Regions from separate parts of the Oryza sativa genome. Here region 2 is linked to region 1. A link is a contact called in public HiCAR-type data. All regions are on one chromosome and are shown on one strand. The core of a region is the stretch at or near the end of the contact, and the rest is flanking DNA. Distances in the headings are between cores, read along the strand shown.

What was found. HiCAR-type assays count read pairs that join an accessible place to other places.
Region 2: a HiCAR-type map of leaf shows a contact between it and region 1, with 2.5 times the contacts expected there. The contact joins the promoter of LOC4344604 here to the promoter of LOC4344600 in region 1. A contact is called at or near these places in 4 of 15 Hi-C or Micro-C datasets (leaf, panicle, seedling and 1 more) and 1 of 4 datasets of contacts at active chromatin or transcription factors (leaf).

The regions. Positions count from the first base shown.
Region 1 is chr8:1,854,512-1,857,894 of ASM3414082v1, forward strand. It overlaps LOC4344600 (plant cysteine oxidase 3), which reads left to right and starts at 1,604. Exons shown (of 6, transcript XM_015793137.3): 1 at 1,604-1,937; 2 at 2,101-2,261; 3 at 2,395-2,542; 4 at 2,868-3,068; 5 at 3,370-3,383. The coding sequence starts at 1,766.
Region 2 is chr8:1,999,210-2,002,293 of ASM3414082v1, forward strand. LOC4344604 reads left to right here and starts at 1,475. Exons shown (of 5, transcript XM_015792785.3): 1 at 1,475-1,501; 2 at 1,614-1,791; 3 at 1,999-2,214; 4 at 2,406-2,623. The coding sequence starts at 1,614.

The sequences.
Region 1 (3,383 bases), core at 354-2,853:
TTGACTGTGAAATCGATGATAATTAAACACATCAGCTTAAGCGACAGCTGTCGTTCTAATCTGAGCTGCAGCGACGACGACGAAAACAGAGAGACAATTGAAACAATATTCAAAAAACTTCCAATTGGAAACCCCACCATAATTAAGCATGGATGAAGATGTGATTTTCTTGCTTTCTATAACTAGCCCCATGAAAACGGATAGGTTGGAAGTTGTGTTTGCTGTTGATGTGAGGAAGGGCATGCTTCAAGGATTAGCAAAGCTTGATGTTCGACCGAAGAACTTGGCTATCATGGTCACCTTATGCACCAGCGAGATTTGCAGGTATCTAGCCTGATGAATATTATTACAGGTAACTTAATTCTCTACGCTGGTAATTAACTTTATTGTGTGTTTTTATGCGTGATCAATATGTGTGATTATGAATGCCATGCTTGCCAATTAAGATCTAGGGAATTATTGTGTTGGTAATTTTCTGGTTTCAGTAGGGTCTAGAGCTTAATTCAGAAGCCATGGCTTGATGACAGTGTTATGCCACAAAAAGATTGTATCTGTCTCGAAGTACACCAATCCGTTACATTCTGTTTGCCCCCTTAATTAACAATCCTCTTTTGTTGGCTACATTGTTCTTAATTAGTGAGACAGTCTGATGTGCAGATGCACAATAATGTTCTCTCATTTGAAGAAAAGAACAATAATGCACAATAATGCTACTTTACTCGCTTGGATCCATTTTAGTTGAGTTGTATTTACTATTTATGCAAACCCAACTTTGATGGTAAAATACCTAAAATTATTATATGTACGTAGTATGTGCCCCCTCCAGTTATAAATATTTAATGCAGTTGATTTTGATCATAAAGCTTGATCATTTATCATATTTAAAAGTTTAGTGTAAAAATATGCAAAAATATCATGTTTAAAGTACCTTTAACAATAAAATAAGTCATAAAAAAATTAGTGTACTTTTTTTAATAAGACAAATTATCAAATTTTGTTGTCAAAGTCAACTGCGTTATGACCAGAGGAAGTACCGGAATTTCTCTTAACATACAGTTGGCATTGTCTTAATTGTATTGGACTTGTCGAGCTTGGTGTTTTTTTGTGGGCATTTCTGACATGATTTTCCCTAATCTATTTACAGGAGGAACCATTAACTTTGACAGGACCTAATAATCGAGTACTTGGTGCACTAGACAGAATAGAGTTACATTTAAAGATTAGAGACGATGGTGGTGTTGACCAAGATTTCTGCGAGAAGCCGAGAACACAATGCATCAGCTATAATTTTTTAGGTTCATAATATAAATTTAGTGAAAGTGGCAACAAAATGTCCGGACCAGTATGTGAACAAGTAGAATCGAATGGCAAATTAATCTTCTGTAGCTGCCATAAAATTAGGAACAAAATTATGTAGCTCTGTGATGGAAAGCTTGAAGGAGCTCAGAATTCCAGTCAATTTCTAGTATACAAAAGAAAAACTAAAAAAAAGTTTAAACTCAAAGCCCACTAGTAAATACTACTAATACAACTAAGGCCCATATTGGGCCCACACGGCCCACGAACAGCAACCTAATCCTCGCGCTGGAAGAGACGAGACAGTACGCCACGCGCCGCCTGAGCCCTCGCGTCGCGACACCGCTCGCCGCGGCGGCGCTGCTCCTCTCCAGCGACCACGCGAGGAGGGAGAAGAGGAGGAAGAAGGCGAGAAGGGAGCAAGCTAGAAGAGTGGGAGAGGGGGACATCTAGGTCGTCGACGGCCTCAATGGGGTGGGGCATACCGACGCGGCCGCCGGCGACGTCGACGCCGTCGCGGGTGCAGGCGCTGTACGAGCTCTGCAAGCGCACCTTCCCGTCGCCGTCCTCCGTCGCCGCGTCCTCCTCGCCGTCGTCTCCACCTCCCGACCACGCCATCGGCGCCATCTCCTCTCTCATGGGTAGGTCACCTGACCTCCACCAACTCCTCTTCCTCCCGACCTCGGCCCAATTTTTGTTTTGTTCTTGTGTTCAGAGTTCGGACAGCCAATTGATTGCTCTTTCCTCTGCAAAATCGTTCGTATGCTGATGTATTGAGGAATTGGATGTGAGTTTTGTGTTCAGATACAATCACTCCTGTGGATGTTGGACTCAGAGATGATAATCTTGAGGATGGAAGAGGATTTGGGTTCTTTGAATCAAACTTCTTGAAGAATTCAGCAAGGGTTGCTAGATGGGCGCAACCCATAACCTACCTGCATGTCTACGAGTGTGACGCCTTCTCTGTATGTGGATGTTCAAATGTTCAATTTGGTCATCTTCTTGTAACACTTCTGTGACAGAGAATACTACTAGAAGTTAATGAATAATTGGATATCTTCTCTGCTAATCTGCAATTGCTTCGTGTTTGTTCTGTAGATTGGAATATTCTGCTTACCAACATCGGCGGTTATTCCTCTCCATGATCATCCGGGAATGACTGTGTTGAGCAAATTACTCTATGGTTCGATGCATGTCAAATCGTATGATTGGGTAGAGCCTGCTGTTCTAGCAAATGGCAAGCCAGGTTATTTTTCATACCCTGTTTCAAATATTTGTTTTTATTTATCTACTAGTATATATTGCATTGCAGAGTGATGACTTAATGAACTCGTTGTCTCTGAGAATACAAGTGTACTGAAAACATTTATTTCTTCAGATGGTTTCTACAGTACCAAGTTAATGAACAATATTGGTTGTAGCATAGTAATAGTATTGATACTACCCAACCCTATTGGTCACTAGTGTTGCACTGTTGCTCAGGCATCATTTTAGATTGCTCATTTCTATGCCTTGATGATTTTTCGGGTTCTGGTATATTAAGGATTTTTTTTCTTTCTCCTGATGTGCAGTGAAACTTGGAAAGTTACATACGGATGATGTTCTGAATGCCCCTTGTCCAACTGCTGTTTTGTATCCCCAAAGTGGTGGGAACATGCACTGCTTCACTTCAGTAAAATCATGTGCTGTTCTTGATGTCATTGCCCCACCATACTCTGAATCTTCTGGCCGTGTTTGCACCTATTTTCACGATTATCCATTTTCTAGCTTCTGTAAGTGAAATCCCTCACTGTCATCATATTACATGTTTGTGTCAGATTCATGTTTAACTAAATCCACCATTTTGGTGGAAGCAGAATACCAGCCATCTCTGGTATTTGTTCAAAACATATATTATTAGTCACAGTGCTGTTCAGTCCTTTTCTGTCAGGAACAGCAATCACCTTGTACATTATGTTCATTTATATGAGAAGAAAATTTAATTTGTTGATATGTTGTCAAAACTCAAAAGTGTTCATATTCACTATTCTATGTCATATCTGATTTTCTCACGGATCACTCCAACTGCAGCAGCTGGACAAGCAAAA
Region 2 (3,084 bases), core at 225-2,724, 140 kb after region 1:
AAATTTTATAGTCAAATTTTGAAAACTTTCAGCTCGAGATTTGAAAACTTTCAAGTCCATATTTGAAAATTTTGAAAACTTTCAACTTGAGATTTGAAAATTTTCAACTCGAGATTTGAAAACTTTCAACTCGAGATTCGAAAACTTTCAAGTCTAGATTTGAAATATTTGAAAACTTTGAACTTGAGATTTGAAAACTTTCAACTCGAGATTTGAAAATTTTCAAATTCAAATTTGAAAATTTTAAAGTTAAGATTTAAAAATGACTAGTAAACTAATCATTAGTAAAAATAGGAAACTAATCTAAACTAATTACGATTTTTTCTCCTATCCATATGGCAGGAACAGCGAACAACGAAAAAAAAAAGAAAAAAAGAAGAAAAAGGCGCGCGCATGCGTGGGCCTTGTGGGCCGGAAGTACGCGCCGGCAATGCACGCGCGCCAATTAGCATTCGCGGTCTAGCGTCGAGTTCAAGCAACAATGTCTGAGGAAGCCGCTCATCGCCCATGTGCCAGGATGTTCGCATGCGGCGCCACTGCCCAGTAGGTCAGAGCAATGGCCACCACATAGCCTCAATCGCGAGCGTCATGCCGCACCGTGCTCTACGCGCGACGCCTAGTGGAGCACCACATCCGAGACGATCGCCATAGCGGAGGAGCTCCCTTCGCGGAAGAGCCAACACATCGCCTCCACAAGTACCGGGCCAGCACATCCTCCACGCCCATCGCCCGGGAAGAACGTTGTGTCTGAGACCTTTCCCGAGAGGAGGGAGAAGTCCTCTGAGGCAGAGAAGAACGCCGAAGTGACAAACTGCTCCATGATGGAGAAGGCATACATGTAGGAGGCAATGGTGGTGCCCAGTGAGTGACGCGGTGAGGGATGTCGGACATCTATTCGTCTCCTTGTCGAGCTCGTCATCATCTCACCAAGGACCTTCGCGAAGAGCGTGCTCCCATCATACCGGAAGGGGAGAGAGGAGGGATAGAGAAGAGGAGATGACATATGGGCCCCACTATAATAAAATTTGTACTAGTTTTCTAGCTGAGAGACATGTTTACTACTTCCTCCGTTTCACAATGTAAGTCATTCTAGCATTTTCCATATTCATATTGATGTTAATGAATTACATCAATATGAATATGGAAAATGCTAGAATGACTTACATTATGAAACGGAGAGAGTAGGTGAGTCAGCCACGGTCAATCCACCACGTCAATAGAAAACCGCTTCCGAAACTACTAAAGCAATCGATTTGCACCCGGTTTTGAAGATGAGGGAGGCGTTATACCTGGTTTTGCGGTTTTGAGGAGTCATAATAGACTTATTCGCCGCCGAAAAGAGGAGAGCTAGCCCAGCCCATCAACAACCCTTACCGCCTGTTATCACGATTCACGACACCGCCTGTTCTTCCTCCTAGCCCTCGCAGCGAGCAAACCCTAGGTTCCCCCCCCCCCCCCCCTTCTCTCTCTCTCTGCGGGCGGCGGCGGCGACATCTCCCTGGTACGCGCGCACATCGATCCCCTCTTCTTCCCAATTCGATGCAATCGCGCTCTTCTTTTTTTTTATGGCCATCATGCATGAACAACAGCGCGCCGCATCGTCTTCTTCCCAGATGGCGGACGGGGCCAACGAAGACGGTGGGGGTTCGGCTGCGGGGGAGCGGCCCATGGTTGCAATCAAGCGCAAGCGGGAGAAGGTGCCTGGGCTTGCCGAAGATGGAGATTCTTCCCCTTCTAGCGCTAATCGATCCGTCGACATGGAGGTGGAGGAGAAATTAGATTACTCTTGTGGTGAGTAGTAGTGTACATTATTATTCCATTATCATTCAGATAATTCAGATATTTAGTATATGTGTATAAGTGTATTGATTATGTGAGCAGCCCGATATGTATAGTTTACCCTGTTTGATTCCTGATTCCTTGCTTGGTTGCTGCTGGATGTAACGTATAAGATAATAAAAATTAAAAATATCTTAATATGGCATTTTTATTTTACAGCTGGTGCCGAAGAAGATGTTAGTAGTGGATGCAGCATTGAGATGGAGGATGTGGGTGAGCAGCGGCAAGTGGAGCCCACATGGGAGGATAAGGTGCTGAGGGTTCTTCACATTGTTCGTCGCAATCAGTTTGCTGAATATGACCCCAAGGAAGGTGGGATCGTATACACCCGCTTCTGCATCCACAACATAGCCTTATTCGATCTTGACAAAGAGTGTGAGTATACATTATTTTGTTAATTTCCAATCATAATTCCTTCTTTTTCATTATCTTAAATCCATTCATGTTCATCCCTACACCTAGTATATATATGTTGTAGTAGTTGTATACATATACATCCTTGATCGTTATGTGTCCATATCATGCATCGAAACATTCACATTCTTGGAATATTGATTTTGATACAGCAACGATTGGGCCTGGGCCACCAATTAACTCGCTCGATCCCTCTGAATATTGGTGGCTGGATGACTCACTGAATATCATAGCGATCAAGGTTGCCGAGTCCGACGTGGGTTACCCTGTCAGAATATATGGCACCGTTCTTGCGAGGGATCAGCAAGACTACAGATGCGTCTATTTGTTCAGGCGAAGCAGGGACAATCCCCAACTCATCACCTCACCGGTATGTACTCATGTATCCCTCTTAAACATTGCTTCTACTAATCAAATACATTGTAAACATAACAAACCTGTACAATGGGAGATGCAACCTGATTAGCAGGTTAATTGATTGATGGGATGAGACAGTAGTTGGTGGGAGAAATGCCCAGAGGTCTTCCGGCTAGCTCCACAAGGTGGTGGGCTAGACGACCTGGGTTCAAATCCTCACCCCTTCTAATTATTTGATATTAGGTTCTTCCCTATTCGCGTCTTTTGAGACAGTAGTTGGTGGTGTGAAATTTTTTTGAAAGTCTTGGATCTTCTAGTAGTGGCATCTAAGTGATCCTAAATCTTTTGGTGATAAGCACATAAAAGCTCATATCTTCGTGTCGTATCGAATCTACCCAAATTTCTCTTTGGCATGATATTGATGTCATTAGAAATTATATTTGAGGTATATTAATTGAGTTTATTTGTTCCTTA